Linked DNA regions of Anser cygnoides: all the other regions are linked to region 1. The links are chromatin contacts, called in public Hi-C maps. All regions are on one chromosome and are shown on one strand. Each heading gives the region's core, a stretch centred on a gene start, on an enhancer-like site or on the middle of the called end of the contact. The rest is flanking DNA. Distances are from core to core; before and after follow the strand shown.

What was found. Hi-C and Micro-C count contacts between places; a contact is called where the count stands out from the background.
Region 2: a Hi-C map of liver shows a contact between it and region 1, with 7 times the contacts expected there. The contact joins the promoter of ZFP36L2 here to the enhancer-like site in region 1. A contact is called at or near these places in 2 of 7 Hi-C or Micro-C datasets (both in liver).
Region 3: a contact with region 1 is called in a Hi-C map of liver, with 1.7 times the contacts expected there. The contact joins two enhancer-like sites. A contact is called at or near these places in 2 of 7 Hi-C or Micro-C datasets (both in liver).
Region 4: a contact with region 1 is called in a Hi-C map of liver, with 2.5 times the contacts expected there. The contact joins two enhancer-like sites. A contact is called at or near these places in 2 of 7 Hi-C or Micro-C datasets (both in liver).

The regions. Positions count from the first base shown.
Region 1 is chr3:27,467,375-27,471,792 of Taihu_goose_T2T_genome, reverse strand. No RefSeq gene overlaps it. Among named protein-coding and RNA genes, the nearest start is that of TRNAI-UAU, 190 kb to the right of the region's middle. Within about 2 kb of position 2,597, at least 1 of the 3 cell types and tissues checked has open chromatin away from gene starts, as enhancers often do. A contact at or near this core is called in liver, where this site is marked.
Region 2 is chr3:28,148,686-28,153,103 of Taihu_goose_T2T_genome, reverse strand. ZFP36L2 (ZFP36 ring finger protein like 2) reads left to right here and starts at 2,321. Exons shown (of 2, transcript XM_066993785.1): 1 at 2,321-2,507; 2 at 2,742-4,362. The coding sequence starts at 2,457. The coding sequence ends at 4,208. It overlaps THADA (THADA armadillo repeat containing), which reads left to right. Exons shown (of 39, transcript XM_066993773.1): 39 at 1-602.
Region 3 is chr3:28,076,229-28,080,646 of Taihu_goose_T2T_genome, reverse strand. No RefSeq gene overlaps it. Among named protein-coding and RNA genes, the nearest start is that of ZFP36L2, 72 kb to the left of the region's middle. Within about 2 kb of position 2,091, at least 1 of the 3 cell types and tissues checked has open chromatin away from gene starts, as enhancers often do. A contact at or near this core is called in liver, where this site is marked.
Region 4 is chr3:28,037,807-28,042,224 of Taihu_goose_T2T_genome, reverse strand. It overlaps LOC106031640 (a long non-coding RNA gene), which reads left to right. Exons shown (of 4, transcript XR_007160855.2): 3 at 21-122; 4 at 685-2,433. Among named protein-coding and RNA genes, the nearest start is that of TRNAS-GCU, 61 kb to the right of the region's middle. Within about 2 kb of position 2,199, at least 2 of the 3 cell types and tissues checked have open chromatin away from gene starts, as enhancers often do. A contact at or near this core is called in liver, where this site is marked.

The DNA of each region.
Region 1 (4,418 bases), core at 1,348-3,847:
TCTCAAACACTGGAGCAGGTTGTCCAGTGAAGATGCAGAGTCTATATCCATGGAGATACTCAAAACCTGACTGGAAACACTACCCTGCAGCAATCCTCACTATTTGACCCTAGTTTGACCAGAGAGGTTTGGGACTAGGTGATCTCAAGAGGTGCCTTCAAACCTCAGCTATGCTGTGGTTCTGTTCAAAAACAGAAGAAACACTGCTGATCCAAAAAGAGAAGAAGCGCCATATAACTGCTGAATAAATATAAGCATACTCCCTACTACTGAATACATTACAAAACTAAAAATGTCTGGGATGATCAAAGAGAGAATAACATGAATCTCCCCTGTACTTTCCCTTTGCAAATTACTGTGGAATTTACTATGATCTGTTTCAGATACATAGATATTTTGTGAAAAGACAGCTAGGTTTTGCATGCATTTCTTGAAACTATTGGTATTTCAACACTGCTACTATGCTCCTAACTAAGAAGCCACACAGCAAGTCAACAGAATGTTTGCTTTTGCATTAATATTTAACTTCTCCTATGAATTAATTGGAAGATTTCTTGATAAATTTTTGGAGTGGTTTATATGTACACAAGGTACAGCCAGCTGCCAGTGTAACCAAGTTAACTGCTTGCCCCTAGTAACTTCTGTGCAAACACACCACAGTCTTCCTCAGTTCAGCCTGATTAATAAGCAAAGACCTGGCTTATTTTCCTCAAGATCATGAAAGCATAATGAGCACTGTATATTCAAAACTGAAAGATTTTTTCTTCAATTAAAGAATGAGATCCTAACATTCTTAGTTCAAGTTAAGTGTGTGTGTGTGTACATATATATACACATGTATATATATATAATATTTTACTACTTCTCAATTTCTCTCACTTTCTCTCCTTTCCATAGTCTCAGAACAAGATTTTCCCTCAAGCAGATTGCACCCATTTAATAAAGTGAAGCAATCAGCTATGGACAAGAGGAAGGACTGGATGGACAAAAGGGTCTGAGTTAATGTTTTCAGTACGGGTTTATTTCATCATTGTCAGGAACACTTCTATTGGCAAACAGAATAATTAAGGATCTAAACCTAACTCTGCTGGTGGCAGATGAATCACACAGCTCCAAGATTCACCCCTGGACACCTGTGCTTCCATTTACATCCATGCACACAGCCTGAAACATTGAATGATCATAGAATCACAGAATCATAAAGGTTGGAAAAGACCTCCAAGACCATCTGGTCTACCTACCACTACTCCCTACCACTACTATCACCCACTAAACCATGTCCCTTAGTACCAGGTCCAACATTTCCTTAAACACACCCAGGGACAGTGACTCCATCACCTCCCTGGGCAACCTGTTCCAATGTCTAACTATTCTTTCTAAGAAGAAATTTCTCCAAATTCCCAATCTAAACCTCCCCTGGTGCAACTTGAGGCCATTCCCTCTTATCCATTGACAAAACAATGAAAAAAAGGTTAGCAGCTTTATGCTATCTAACTTTTTGTGAGTCAATGTAGAATTCATTTCTCTATCATGAGAATTATTGACACACCTGAATGCTGTGTCTGCAGTTGCCAGACAGTGTCAAAAGTTCTCCTTGGATATAGGGACAGAATAAATCTGAAGCATGGAGCTGTTGTGTTGGTCTCCTGCCTTCTATGTGTGAAACACAAAATTATCCCCCCTTTAACTCATAGAATCATACATTGGAAAAGGCCTTCAAGATAACAGGGTTCAATCATAAACCTGATCTGCAAAGACCTATCACTAAATGATGTCACTTAATGCCACATCCACACCTCTTACGTACCTCCAGGGATGCTGACTCCACCTCTTCTCTGGTTAGCCTGTTACAATGGCTAACCACCCTTTCTGTGAAGAAATTCTTTCTGCTATCCAATCTAAACCTTCCCTGCCACAATTTGAGACTGTTTCCTTGCATCCTATCACCTGAGAAAAAGAGACCAAAACTCTCCTTGCTGGTACCGCCTTTCAGGAAGTTATAGAGAGTGATAAGGTCTCTTATCAAGGTCTCTTACAAGCCCAATAACAATTCCCTCAGGTGCTCCTCATATGTCTTGTTTTCTAGTCCTTTCACCAGCTTCATAGCTCTTGGGGTCTGTGAAGACCCCAGTTTGAAGTGTAGTGAAGAAGCCCCAATTTGAAGAGAAAAAACAAACAAACAAACAACAACAACAAAAAAAACAACAAACCATGCAAAATACCAACACAGATTCATGGGAATTGTGAAATTCATTTCTTTAACACAGATTCCTTCCTGCCAGCTCAGATGTTATGGGACGACACTCGACACTAAATTCCCTTCCAGAGCTGAAATTAGCCCCTGTGGTGCACATGGATGAACTGCTTTCTACTTAGTCCAGTCACTTCTTGAGTATGTTTATTGTTTGCTAACAAGTAGAAGAAATGTACCTAAACCCCTTAATCCTCAGAAGTTGTGCCATTATGACTGATGCTGACTTGATTCTCTTCCCTCCAAGTACCAGCTGTAGAATCATTTCCTGACCCTTCAGAATTGTACTACAACATGAAGTCTTGATGTGAAGGGTAGAACAGACTGTTTTTCTTAACTTTCACTATGATTTGTAGATTTCCTTCTCTAAGAAGGAAATAGAAACAGGATGTACACCTGATCAGCACCACATCAGAGACGCAATAACCTACATGCTGTAATCTACAAGAGAACAGGTGCTGATGTCTGTCAGTCCCTGAGGAGAAGGGATTGAAAAAGATCTTCCTCTCCTCACTGCTTCTTGATGTTTTACCTTTCTTTAGTGCTCCATTACAAAAAGTAATGTTGCGTGAACAAGTGCAGCCCTGGCAAATGAGCAGTAACTGTCCCTTGCATTGCTATTACTGAACCATATCGATAGGCAGTTTAATCTTTGATGGAAAGCAATTGCTCAATACTTTCTACTACACTGACCCACAATATAACGTTATTTGGAAGAATTTGTTCCCGTGTTTTTGTAACACTGTAATTGGGTAACATCAGAAGCTGTAAATTCAGTGGTGATGTGAACATAGTGTCTTGAAATGCCTTGAATGTGGAGGTTTTATGTTTGAAAAATCAAAAATATTTCTGGTTCATTACTAAAAATCTGAAAACATAAAAGTGGATGTACTCACATCCTTTTTAGATTACGTTCCCCTGCACTAGACAGAAAAATATCTGTGTTTAAAAGCTTGATCTTGGGAAAATTCAAAATTTCTGAGTCTAGTATAAACTCCTGTTCCACTCATTGGTTCCTGCCTTGACATCCCCCATTGTCCATGATCCTCTTGCAGCACAGCTCCCTTATGGGCACGTTCCTGTCTTCCTCTCATTTGTTTATGCTCCTGCTTTGTTTTTTGTTCTGTAAATGCACCAACTGTCCTTACCAAACTCAGCCTGTGAGACAACTACTGCTAAGCTTATAATGTGGAAAGCTTTCTTGGGTTTCCTTCCGTACCCAGATTAAGCAAAAATTTACCTGCTTCATTTCCAATACGAAATACTTTCCACTATAGGATTGAAAAAGTGCAACAAATGTCCATCAGAAAGACATCAGCAACCAAGATAGTTTTAATACAATCCCTTTATATTCTTTTTGTGCCATTTCAGTCCTGTTATATATGAATTCCTGAGTATTCAGGTGTATTCAGCTGTGGAGTACATGATAGATTTGTCTGCAAATAGGAGCTGGTTAACATTTTCAGAATCAGAATATTTCAGGTATTATAAATCATGTTTGCCTGCTTCTTTTCAGAAAACTACAGAGAAATGGCAAACAGCCACACCATGAGTAAAGCTGTGTATTGTTGTTTTAACTAGATCAAAGCAGTGTCACAAATAGGTTTTTAAAAAATACACACTCTTGTTTGCACACCTATGTAAATCCTTTTCTAGTGATTTAGGTAAAAATAGTCACCTCAGCAAACATTTGGAGGCACCTAAACTTGTCTCAGATACACATGTACTTAAATTACTTCTTTTTATGGAAGAATCATCATACGCCCAAAATCATATTGCATTTCCCTCCTCATCTAATTTTTTTTTAGCAATACATTGCACTGTGGAAATTGATGTTATTAGGGTTCACAATAGCATACGTGCTATTGTATGTAGATTATATGTATCAGAGGATAAAATTCTTAGAACTGTCAAACTTCTTCAACAGCTAATGCTGTCACACCAGTTATTTCTCTTCCACTGCATTAAAAACAGCTTTCATGACAGGACACACAGAAATAAAAAAGAACTGGGAACAGACATTTATAGAGACAACGTACAGAGAAATTTAGAAAACATTACTATGGTGATATTCCCCTTCTACAAGATCCACAGAACACAGGACTGCCTTTCTGCCCATAATATTTTACCAGTTAATTTATGTAGGCACATCTAATCCATTCCTGCA
Region 2 (4,418 bases), core at 1,072-3,571, 680 kb before region 1:
GACAGGTAAAATGTTAATTATTAAATTGATAAGGGAATTTTTTATTTTAAGTTAAACCTTGGATCCCTTCGTTGTCCGTGACAAATTCTAGACTACAGTTTAAATTTTACTGCATTCTTCTCTGGAGGAAGGCAAGGATCCTTACTTTGCTAGTAGCCTTGTTTTGTAGATGGAAACAGCATTAGTTACGCTTCACATGCCTGTGTTTCCTGTAAATCAAATAACTACTTTTGTGAAATTGCTCTCAAATGAAGTTGGCAGTGTTGAAAACAAAGCGCTGTTCCACTTAGAACAAAATAGTTTTGTCTTTACTTCAAAACACCTTGCTCTCCAAGCAGTCTTGAAAAAGAAGGTCCTGCTCGGTAGAACGAGGCCACCAGAGATGTGCAGGAAGCATCCTCGTGCTACAGCGCTCTCCCTCCCAAGGTTTTGCAGCGAGCCCTCGGGTAAGAGCTGCATGGAATGTGTCCAGTGCTCAACCATTTCATTGTCTGAGGTACAAAAACGTTTGTCGCGCTTTCTGGATTTATTTCTCTGGGAATTTGGAGTCGGCTGTGATGTGAAAATGAGACGTCAAAAATAAATACTTATTTTAAAAAGGATTTATGTTCTTTCAGTCGAGGGCTATGATTTTACATTTGGTCTGGTCATAGCTGGGCATAACCAAAACAAAGCTGTAAGTCGATATATGTAGTTACTCCAGTCCCCTTGGAAGAGTTACAGAGTTATGTGCCATACGCGATTGCTCACTTTCAGCCTCGCGGCTCGCAGCTGCCCGTTGGCACAGCCTCGCTGCGCGGCTGGGTGACGATGCAGCGAGCACGCGGCGCTCGGAGGGCTGCAGGCTCTGCCGTGCTGCCGGTCTCCGGGAGGTGGCAATGCAACACAGTGCAACGCAGCGCGGCTCTGCAGCCGGTGTCAGCTCCTGGCCGGGCTCTTCACGAAGAGCGACCGTCCTGGTCTGCCCATGGCATCCCAGTCGTGTCGCCGACTCCTTGTGACGGCGTAAGTTTGGGGAGGAATCTGCTGTAAACCACGATAAGCTATCGAATTGAGCCCAACGAATGTGTGCAAACTACACTAGGCTAACTCACTCTAGGCAAAAACTCACGTCTGAACAGAAGTGGAAGTACTCGCTGTAGGTTTCCAGGATTCGAGATTACTTATGTAAGTAATTCACAATGCAACGTGAGACTTCGCACAGCAAAAGGAGAGTGTTAGAATCCGACATGGAAACTTGTTTTTTTAGGATATGTGTTATCTAATGCAATAAAGCCATGCTGTGAGCTAGCCTGGAAATTAATTTGTTGGCATCTGTTTGCAGCTCCTGGGCAAAGAGTAGCCCAGGTTACGTCTGGAAGCTGTTTTTAAGAGTAGTCAGGGGCCACACAACTGTTTGACAGCTGCCTGTTAGCGCAGCTCCCAGCTTTTGGGACTGGTGCAGCAGCAAATCTGGCAGGACAGGGACCTGTGAGTACCAGAAGGACGGCTCGGTTCTGTGCCCTCGGTTATTTCAGCAGTGAGCGTAAGGCTACCTGGTAGCCCTGTTTTTTGTGCTTTATTGGAAAGAAGTTGAAGCGTGTGTGCAGTTTTACATTGAGCGACGGGCAACTCCAGACGCAGAGCAGTGTAGCAGTAGGTCCACGGCGACCGTAAAACCCGAGTAACCCTGCGAAGCCGTGAGGGCTGGGTTAAGGGGTGCAGGAGCCGGCCCCAGGGCGCAGCGCTGCTCGCCGTGCTCTGAGCGCGGCCGCGAGCAGGGCTCCTCCTCGGCTCGCGGCGAGCAAACGCGGCGCTGGGCGCTAGCACAGCGCAACGGGGCCCGGGCTGGTTTGTAACCGCTCCACCAGGAGCTCGGCGGGGCGGCAGGGGGCGGCACAGCGCCGGGCACGGCGAGGAGGGGGGGGGGTGGGGGGGGAGAAGCAGCGCGCTGCGGGCAGCCGGGAACGAGCCCGCCCGGCCCCGGGGCGGCCGCGGGCTTTTGTCTCGGGCCCATTACGTGGCACAAGCGGCGGCGGCTGAGGAGGAGGAGGAGGAGGTGGAGGAGGAGGAGGAGGAGGAGGAGGAGGCGGCTCCGCGCCGACCCGAAATGGCGGCCAGCGCCGGCCCCGCCGCGGGGCGGGGCGAGGCGGGCGGCGGGCGGGGCGCTGGGCCCCGGCGCCTCCCCCCCGTGCCTTGGCGGCGGCGTTTATATGGGGGCGGCGCGGGGCCCCGCCGAGCTCCCGCCGGTCGCCCGCTGCCCTGCAGCCGCCGCCGCCGCCCCGGCCCGGCTCCCGCCGCCCCGCCGGGAAGGAGACGGGAGCGTTTCGGATCCGTGAGCGGCCGGCACCCCCCTACCCTACCCCACCCCGCCCCGCCGCCGCCACCTCCCGCCCAGTCGTGGCTTTTGCAAACCCTCCGAGGGGAGCGGGATCTTTCGGTCCTTCCTGCGTTTCCGACCATTACAGGATCTAGCGATGTCTACGACGCTGTTATCGGCCTTCTACGACATCGACTTCTTGTGCAAGGTAAGGGCCGGGCCGGGGCGCGGGGGGAGCCCCGCAGGGGGCTGCGGGGCGGCTTCGCGGGGGTCGCGGGGCGCCTCCGTGCCCCCGTCCCCGTCCCTGCCCCGTCCGCGGCTCCGGGGCCGTGCCCGGGGCGGCGCGGGCTGGCGGTCGCCCTGCAACCCGCCTCTCTCCGCTCTCTCCTCCTCCTCCTCTTCTCCCGCTCCCCGTCCCCCCCTTCTCCCGCCCCGCTCGCAGACGGAGAAGTCCCTGACCAACCTGAGCAGCATGCTGGACAAGAAGGCCGTGGGGACCCCGGTCACCCCCCCCAGCTCCAGCTTCGCGCCGGGCTTCCTGCGGCGGCACTCGACCAGCAACCTGCCGGCCCTGGCCGGCGGCTCCAAGTTCCCCAGCCCCACCGGCTCCAGCTCTTCCTCCTCCTCCTCCTCCTCCTCTTCCTCCTCCTCGTTCGGCAGCCTGAAGGAGACGGGCTCCGGCGGCGGAGGCGGCGGCAGCAGCAGCCCCACGGCCCTGCTCAACAAGGAGAACAAGTTCCGGGACCGCTCCTTCAGCGAGAACGGCGAGCGCAGCCAGCACCTCATGCAGCAGCTCCAGCAGCAGCAGCAGCAGCAGCAGCAGAAGGGGGGCGGCTCCGGCGGCGGCGGGGGGGCCCCCATCAACTCGACGCGCTACAAGACGGAGCTGTGCCGCCCCTTCGAGGAGAGCGGCGCCTGCAAGTACGGCGAGAAGTGCCAGTTCGCGCACGGCTTCCACGAGCTGCGCAGCCTCACCCGCCACCCCAAGTACAAGACCGAGCTGTGCCGCACCTTCCACACCATCGGCTTCTGCCCCTACGGCCCCCGCTGCCACTTCATCCACAACGCCGACGAGCGCCGCCCGGCGCCCGGCGGGGGCACGGCCGCCGCGCCGCCCGCCTCGGCCGCCCCCCCGCACCACCACCACCACCACCACCACCAGCACGCCCCGCACCCCGCCGGCAGCACCGGCGACCTCCGCGCCTTCGCCCCCCGTGACCACCCCCTGGGAGGCGGAGGAGGAGGCGGCGGCGGCGGCGGCGGCTTCGGGCACCCCCGCGGCGGCGGGGGCAGCGAGCGGCCCAAGCTGCACCACAGCCTGAGCTTCTCCGGCTTCTCCGCCCACCACCACCACCACCACCCGCACGCCGCCGCCCCGCCGCCCCCGCCGCCCCCCGGCGGCCGCCTGGACGCCGCCGCGCTGCTGGAGAGCCCCGGCGGGTCGCGCACGCCGCCGCCGCCCGCCTCGGCCTCGTCGTACTGCGAGGAGCTGCTCTCGCCGCCCTGCGCCAACAACGCCTTCGCCTTCTCGGGCCAGGAGCTGGGCAGCCTCATCGCGCCCCTCGCCCTGCACACCCCCAGCTTCGCCGCCGCAGCCGCCGCCGCAGCCGCCGCCGCCGCCTATTACCGCTGCCAGCAGCAGCAGCAGCAGCCCCCGCCGCCGCCGCCCCCCGGGGGGGGCTGCCCGCCGCCCCCCGCCTCGCCGCCCTTCAGCTTCCAGCCCCTGCGCCGCCTCTCCGAGTCGCCCGTCTTCGACGCGCCGCCCAGCCCGCCGGACTCGCTGTCGGACCGCGAGAGCTACCTGAGCGGCTCCCTCAGCTCCGGCTCCCTCAGCGGCTCCGAGTCGCCCAGCCTGGACTCGGGCCGCCGCCTGCCCATCTTCAGCCGCCTCTCCATCTCCGACGACTAGGCCGGCGGCTGCTGCTGCTGCTGCTGCTGCTGCTCCCGCTGCGCCCCCCGCCGCCGCCCCCGGGCCGGCCCCGCGCCCCCCCCGCAGCCGCGAGCGCAAGTAAGTCGCAGGGCGAAGAGAGAGAACCCTGCTCTTTTTTTTTTTTTTTTTTTTATACGTATATCTATCTATATATCCACCGAGAGCTGAACAAAAAAGCGTTTTGCGAAA
Region 3 (4,418 bases), core at 842-3,341, 610 kb before region 1:
ACTTTGTACTTTCTGTAAAGAGCTGCTGAAGAGTGTTGGTGGGAAAGTACCTGCTCCTGCCTCAGCCCAGCGCTTCCCTCGGAAGAGGGCAGGGGCTGGAGCAGCAGCCCGGGGTGCCTGTCTGCAGGCTCGGCTGCGGCGGTCGGGATGGCCCTGCTGCCCTCAGTACTGCTGCAGGGATCTGTGGGCTCCTATCTCGGCCAGTCTAGCTGCAGATCTGCCCGGTCGCAGAAAAGGAGTGAAGCCATTTGAGCGGAAAATAGCCATCAGCCACAAGAGAAGGTATCGTGGAAACTTCTGATAGTAAACCCAAAAGTGTTTCAAATAAAATGTACAGTACTGAAAAAGGGGCTGATGTGTGCATGTCTGACACCTTCTGAAAAAAGAGCTTGCAGCAAGAAATTGTGCAACAAGAAGATGAGATCCTCCACATGATAGAGAGGATAAACCAAGCCAGATACGGCCACTTTGTGGGCAGGGGTTGGAAGGAGCTGGGGAACCGAGCTGCTCAGCATGGACGGACGTGTGAGAAGGGACGGGCGCAGGGGAGGAGTTGTGCTTATCGCTCAAAGTTATCGAATGAGCAAAAAGTCCATGATAACATCATCTGAAGGCAGATGGATCAGTTTACTGAGAGCAGAAAGTATTTTAAAAAGATACAGTGATGCAATGGATTAAAATGCTAGCAATATCATATTCTTGTCATAATAACCCAGGTTAACCAATACCTGATGAACAGCTGTAAAACAAGACAAAATGAAGCCAAGAGAAAAAGATTAAGAAATACACAGCATTTCTAAAAGTCCTTGGAGACCTTTTCACCTGCAGCCATACTAAATACCTCGTTGTAAATTACTGTTTGGATTTTGAGAATCCAGTTGAATTGTTAGATGTTATTATCGCGATCGTTGTGGACAGAGCAATGATGCTTCCAGGTAACGTGGTGTTCATGGGCTCATCTTTCCAGGCTGTGTATGGGTTGTTCCTTATGAACATCTCTTATTTAGCCTTTCACTCTTAAAAATTAGCTTTTTAAGGCCCAGGTTAGTTTTACATCTCTCAGGACACATTTTGTACTGGTTTCCAGAAGATGAAGTGCAGGCCAGCAACTGTTCCATAGAATTTTGCTGATTTCACTTAGGAGGGATAAGAGAGACTTGAAAAATGTGATGTGGATCCACTGGTGAAAGAGGGACAGGCCTTTGAGAGGAGATTTTCAAGAATTCTGGGTTTCACAGAGGCATTTATTTAGTAAGCAACCAAAAACCATGGAAGTTTCATCCTCCAAACCAGAATGTGTAGGATTTCTATTTGTACACGTTACTAGTCATTTGGAGTACCACAGACAGCCCACATATATCACCATTCCCAGGAATAAATACTTGCAGAATTAAGATTTCATTTTGTACTGCTTTGCTTCCCTGGAGAAGAGGAGTTTTCCTTCGCTTGCTCACGTAACAGCCAGTAAGTGCAAGTCTTTTTTCAGGCTGTAATAAACAGCCTGTGAGGCTGAGTTGGCCTCAGTGAGTTGTCACTTTCCTCATGAAGATATTTTGGTCTCTCTCTCTCTCTCTCTCTTTCTCTCTTTCTCTTTCTTTCTCTCTTTCCCTTTCTCTCTCTCTTTTTCTTTCTCTTTTCATTCTTTCTTTTCTCTCTTTTTCTTTCCATTGTTTCCCCCCTTTCCCCCTGTTTTTTCCCCCTTTCTTCCCCCTTCTTTTCTTTCTTACTGTGACTGAGAACTGAAGAGTTGCCTTAAAATTACATGAGCATGGAAGGAGGGGCACGCTCACTGCAGTGACAAGTGATGAAGTGCAGATGAGCTCCAGTAGTAACTTGGGTTTAGGACAGGGGGTCAGCAAGTCCTGACAACTTTCTCACACTCCTTTCCTCTGGGGCACTGAATAAGTTACTTCTCTGCCTCAGTTTCTCTATCTGTAAAAATGTAAGAACAGCGTGATGATGATAATTGGCTTCCCCCAAAGGGGTTGAGTGAATTAATTAGTTAATATCTTTAAAATGCTTTGAAGATGAAAAGTATAGTGTTGATATAGCCCTGCTGAGAATCTAGGACCAAGCATTCATATTAATGAGAGTATGATTTTGGAAGTTCAGCACAACATGCAGTAAAAAAAAAAAAAAAGTGTATTTATAGTGGTGCAGTTAGTTAATATTCATGGCTTTGTTCTCTGCTCATAAGTTTGCAGCAAGAACATGAAGACGGGAGAGAGAATAAGGGATTATTGTAGAACAGAGCAGAATGCATGTTGTGGACTAATCCAACAAGTCATTTTGCCACCATAAAACCATCTTCAGACAGCTGCAAAGATTTTCATGTACTGGAGCTGGAACAGGAGAAAAGGAACAGATCTTGCTAGATCTGCTGCTATAATAATAATCCGTTTTCCCTTCCAGGCAAAGCCACAGGGCTAGACCTTGCTTGTTGTGGTGTTTAGTCACCTTTGCACTTTATCTTACCTGCAAATCTCAGGCTGGGAATCAAATTGCAGCCCTCCTCAGCAGGGTAAATCACTGTGATCCACCTTCTATTGTTAAGGAGTCATTGCTAAACCAAAGGCAGGAGAAAAATTACCTGTCCCGGGGTGAAAGGCAGAGAGGCAGTGCTGTCCTTCTGTGATGGTGGTGAGGCAGGAGGACCACGATTTTTAGCTTTGGGAACCAAACTTGCCCTTTTTTGCTTTCACAGCAAAATTTCTTTGCGCGTCTGATGTATGCTCTGAAACCATTATGACTTCTGTGCTTTCTCTTGAGTTAATATTTAATTCCTTCTTAAACATTAACCTTGGCTGGAGCAACTTTTGAAAAAGAGGACTGCTGTGCTAATAACACTAATCATTTCCTTTTGAAAAACTTGGGAACAATGTGGAGCACTGTATGTGTCTGAAAAGTAAACTCTCTTTTAATGACATATGTTACTGTTTCGCAACACAAATTTATTTATTTTTTGCTGTTTCTTCTGATGTTTACAAACTGTTCCTGCCCAAACTGCAATCCATGAATATTCTGTGGTGAACCCACCTCTTGAGCCTACTCCTTTGTTGTGAAGCAAAGCAGTAAAGATCAATGTCCTTTTACTCTCACCAGTTCATGTGGTATTAAGTCAAGTGCAAGTCAAATATAAATATATTTGTAGCTATAACTACCAGACGAACGGCACTTGTCACAAACATTTCTCAACCACAGACATCAGGAAGAGAATCTGTCATGTATTTATTTATCTTAAATTGTTATCAGGCACCAAAGACTGCATAGTCAGCTGAAAACTAACCATTTCTCAAGGGGTGCATCCGTGGGTATGGGACCCCAGAGGTGAGAGCCCAGCTGGACTGATGCCCCACATGGGAAATGGTTATTCAGGGCCTATAGCAGAGGCTAGGAGAAGAAGAGGAGCTGCTTGCAGATGCTCAGGGGGGTGCAGCTCTGCAGGTGGAGGCAGGTTGCTGGAGGACATTTGGGCTGGGTTCTGCCAGCGGGGAATGGGGACCCCAGCGGGGCGGTGCGATGCAGCCAGCAGCGCAGATCCCACTGCTGGAAAAGCCTTTCCCTTTATCCCCCGCTCCACATTGAACTACCCCACCTGCCCAAGGCATGACGTTACATCAGTTTTTCTGTCCTGTTTTCATGAGTGCTGCTCCTCCATCAGCAGCATTTTAGGTAATTAATGGACTTTAGAAGAATTCCAGGAGTTTTCCCTTAAACCAAAAAAAAAAAAAAAGTCTATGTATTAGCTCATTAACTCTTGCAGTATTTCAGGGATCGGTTCTGAAACTGGTGCACATGAAAGTGAAACCCTTGCTTGTGAAGGTGTTTCCTGCTGGCTCTGCTGGGGAGGGTCTTGGTGTTGGGGGGGTGACCGCCCCTGCAGCTTGGTCCTTGCCACTGTGAGATTCAAAGCCATCCAGGCAGCTTAGGATAAGGCAGGAGAGCAGCAGATTTAATGATGGTTTGGGCGTATGTTGCTGTGAACAGGAGCGAAGGGGGTTGCAGCAGTGTCCTCAGGACCCAGACATGGTTGTGGTAGCAGTGCTGGGTGCTGCTGACAAGTAAAGGATTGAAATCACTCATGCTAAAGAAACCACCTGCACCAGCCAGGGCACTGTGCTTTGGACCATGAAGGCAGAGCTACAAGAGGTGCCAGAGCCCACACTCGGTGCTGTTGTCACCATGACTTGCCCAGGGCCTTGTCCCCTGAGACTGCTGCTGCCACTGAGGCTCCTGGCTGGGCATGGGTGGCAGCAGCATGGGACCAGAGAATATGTAAGGACTGAAGGAGGGGCCGCCAGAGTGGGCAAGGCAGATGTTGTATGGTGATGTGACAATTTTTTGATATAACTGCTCTGTGGGAATTTTTTGTTAAGGGAAGAAACGTACACTGGAGTCACCTGTTCTTGCTGGGTCCT
Region 4 (4,418 bases), core at 950-3,449, 570 kb before region 1:
AGCAAACGTGGCATTTTCAGGTGGTGTTTAGCAGGAAGATCTTCAGGAAAGGACTGACACATTAAACAAACACTGAAGTAAAGAGAGAAGTGTTTCTACGAACTGTTTCATCATTAATACATGTATGTATTACATATGCATATATATATGTATGTGTGTGTATGTATGTGTGTAAAACCAGAGTTTAATAAGGGCAAAGATGAATTCTAGGTAATTAGCAGACCACATTTTGCCTGGGTTAGAGAATTCTTATGAAGACGTGTGCTAAATTTTCTGCTTGTTGCCACATGATTGACTTTAAAAAGTGAGCAAAGTTATCCTTCCCTCACTTTGAATCCGCCTGTGAATTAGAAAAGACAAATGGTAGATATTTTTGTTGGGGATTTAGGAAAAAAAAAAAAAAAAGCCAACAGGGCACAGAGTATCTCTGTTCCCTCCCACTGCAAGGTTTATTGATGCTGTCTGCAGATTTGTGTTTGCTTTACTGCTGGTAGTTAGAGCTGGTGATCAAAGGCTAGTATAGCCGAACCCATGAAGGGACATAATTGGTTGGACTCTTTGAGTCCTCTGTAACAATACTCAGTTTTGTTGTGTTAGGCAGGGCTCCACAAATTATAAAACATTGTATGATTGCTGGGGCAGTCGCTCAAATGTTTTCTTCTCGTCTCAATTCCTTTTATACAGGAAACCAATATAGCTGGGAGCCCAGGGATGAAAGCTTTAAACCTGGAGGGTGCCTGGTGCTTCCTGAGAATCTCACGGGGGAAACATCCAGTCCCAAAACAGCTTCGCTGACAGATATATTTTTATAGCCTATTATTTTCTCTCCTCATTCTTTGTTTCATTTGAATATAATAGGCTCTTTATTTTTAACTGCTCGTCTGTTCCTGCCGTTTATATCCTCACCCAAAAATCATAATTCTCTGTTTCATTTCTTTCTTTCTTTTTTTTTGTTTTGTTTTTGACATCACATTTGGTTACTGTTAAACATATGTGCTACAATGCCTGTATAGAAGGGACATTGTTTATTTTTCTGAGTAATAAATTTTCCATTTTCCTCTCTGTCTTTTCAAAAGAATCCCATATTTCAATTTGAACCAAAAGGATATAGCCCTATTTATAGGTTTTGAATTTTGGCAGTGATGTAAGTGTGTTATGTGGTTGTATGACTTCATGAGAGGGGAAAAAAAAGGAGTTGCAGATAAATATATAAAAGTGTCATTTTCCTTTTTACTTCTCTAATACACGAGATGGAGAAAATACTTCTGATGCTGCTTCTCCTGGGTGTAGTTGGTGTGTTCTCAGGGGACTGCTCCAGAGTCCCAGCAAAGAAGCTGCCCATGTCCTTGAGCTACTGATGCAATTTTACAGTGGATTCAAACATGAGCAGATTCAAATGCTAATTAAACAAAATGTACAGAGTGGTTTTGCTGTTTGGAAGTGGATAAATGCATAATATGAGGCCCATGCTCGTAAGGTTACTTTTTTCTTTTATACTTTCCAAAATCATGTTTTGTTTGGTCATTTAAAAAGAATAGATGCACAACTTTCTGGCATGATAGATTTTAATTTGGACAAATAAGCATGATAAGGTACTTGCTTTCATCTTACACTTGCATTCATCTTATAAAATCCATGTTAGGGTGCTGTCTGTGAGAGCCAGTCTCCACGTCTCCCCCCTTCTTACTACCCCTGCATAAACCCATGTCTGCCAGCCACGGGGGACGAAGCAGCAGTGTTTGCTCAAACAGCCTGTGCACGCAGGCGGCTCTGCACAATGCCAGGTCAGCATGACATGAATGCACCACCTCTGACACTTCGCAGCAGACCTTGTTACGAGTTCCTGCCCTGTTGAAGCAAAGCAAGTTGGAGAGCCAGTCAGGCTTTGCTCTCTGTGCTGCCACTGACTCTCAGACAAGTTCTTAAATCTGGGTCTCAGTTTACCCGTCTGTAAGTTAACAACTGCAGTGCTTGTCTCTGGGAGTGTCTGAGAATAGAACTGGTGGGAAAAACGATTTTTGTCCCAGAAAACCTGTAGAGATTAGAATGTTATACATATGTGAATATAATTATTTAATACAGAATGTAACTGTAGATGTATGTAAACATGTAATTTTAGCCTCCAATTTAATGATAATGAAAACTCAAATAATTAAAATTTTCATTACAGAATATTTCCTCTTCTACAGATCTTTTAAAGTTCAGTCATAACACATCTTATGTATTATGTAAAATGCTTCATTTGGGGTTTTGCTCTTCTGTGAAAAAAAAAAAAGTTTTGCTGAAATGGGATTTGATGCTGAAAAGCTGTTTCAAGAATGCCTTTCAGTTGCACAACTTAATGTAGTACCTGGAAATGATTTTAAGCTCCTTGCAAAAGAACAGCCAGGGATCTATTACATTATAATTATTAATTATAATGCAATTAATAATTACTGTTATGATTACTTAACTCTTTTAAGTATGATGTTCTTTTTATGTGCTTTCCTTCTTGCAGATTGATCACCTTAATTACGGTATGTCTGTTTGCATGTACTTAGCACCTATTAAAATGAAGCCTAAAGTGCATTCTCAAACAAATTAGAAACTGCTTTATATGTTTCCAGGCCATCTCAGTGGGAATGAACTAGCATTTTTCATCTCCCTGAGTTAATGGGGCTTGGACTTTGCATCTATGTTATTTTCCCAGACCTTTGACAGAAAATACTGGCTCTCTTCTTGGTATTTTGACCATTACTGGTAATGGTCTAATGATTAACTCTTGGAGCAATGGGGAAGCGAGTGTATGCCATCAACCCAATATACTGAATTCTGCCAGCTCCTGAAAGAAAGACGCCTCTAGAAGTTTGCAGAGTGACATGTTTTGTAACTGGATAACATGATTTGTTTTTCATGTTTCAGTCAATATTAAGGGTTGTAGACTCCTCTTTGCTGTTTGCAACCCCCTTGGCAGTTAGAGAATCCTAAAATCCTCAGTGGACAAAGGTCTGCACGCAAGTCCCCGCAGGAAATGTCTGCAAGACTGAGTAAATTACAGATATGGTTTTAGAGATACCTAAAAATGATTATTCTCCAAATTAAGTAGTAACTTAAAAGGATAAAACCATCTACGTGAGTGGTCTCCAAAATATGGTGAGATTAGGCCTGAGTGTGAACCTCACTTTGCTGAAGCCCTGCATTACTTGCAAAGTCTTCTATATACAAGAAAGATGAGCTGAGTATTGTGTTTTTTGGTTTCTTTTCCTTCCCTGGCTGTAGCAGGGTCATCTGAGGCAGTCACTACCCACGCTCACACAGATGAGCTGTGCAGCAGTCGTGTCTCTCGCTCTGTCAGCGTTTTGGGCAGAGTGTGCATCTCTGCAGAAGTGGCTCAGGTCTGTTGAGCTGCCCAGCCGGTGTGGCTCTGCCAGGAGAGTCGTGGGTCTGAACCATCGTGCAGCTCTTCTTCTCCATCACGTAAGGCAGGGGCTTTGCCAGCTCTGTTTACGCTGGCATCTCCTGGGCAGTTTTCCCATTCTGCTTCAGCCGCTTCCCTCAGCACAGCCTATTATGGGTAGGTCTCAACACTTTTCCTCTCGGATTCAGATCTACATTACTGGGGAAGGACAGCGAAGGCTTTGGGATTCAGATGACCAGAGTATTTTTTTTTTCTAGGCTTACTTCTGCACTGAAGTAAAGTATAAAGAGGAATGATAACATTTGGTTCCCTCACTGGTTCATGTGTTGGTGTTCACAGCAGCTTTTGAGGTACTTGGGGGAGAGTGTCTTTAGAAAGTAAAATGCTGTTGGTGGTGGTAGTGTGATATTATAATCACATCTGAATCTTCCATCATCTAAACACAAGCTTTTTAAGTTTTCTGCACCTCAGAAGTGGAATCACTTCTAATATTATCATTGGGTCTCTCTGTAAACCAGTTACCTACCGGTTATTTGTGCCTCTCATAGGCTGAAGAACAACAAATAAAAGCAACAGATGAAGGTTTCTGTCCTGGATCAGGGCTGATATTGACCAGGAATTGCTTTCCTCCCTTCACTTTGATAAGCTTTTCCAGTTTCTTCAGTCTGGTTGCTTTTATGTGGCCATATCTATCATTATATGGTTGTTTTTTTATTGCTGATAATAGCTTATTGAGACTTAAGGAACTTTATTTGCTTAACCTTGGATCTCTGGGAGAGAAGCTCGTTACTTTGAACCTTTCAGCCTCCTGCTATTAAAAGTGTTGAAAGAAGCAACTCTAAATTAGGGCTTTTATTGCAATTTTAAACACACAAATAGATGCCTTCATTCTTACAATCAACATCAAAAGGCCAGAGAGTCTGGAGTGTATCAACCATATTGGTCATTCACCATTGATCAACTTACACGTGCCTATCTCTCCATCAGGATCCCTTCTCCTTCAAATGTGTTCACTCAGTCA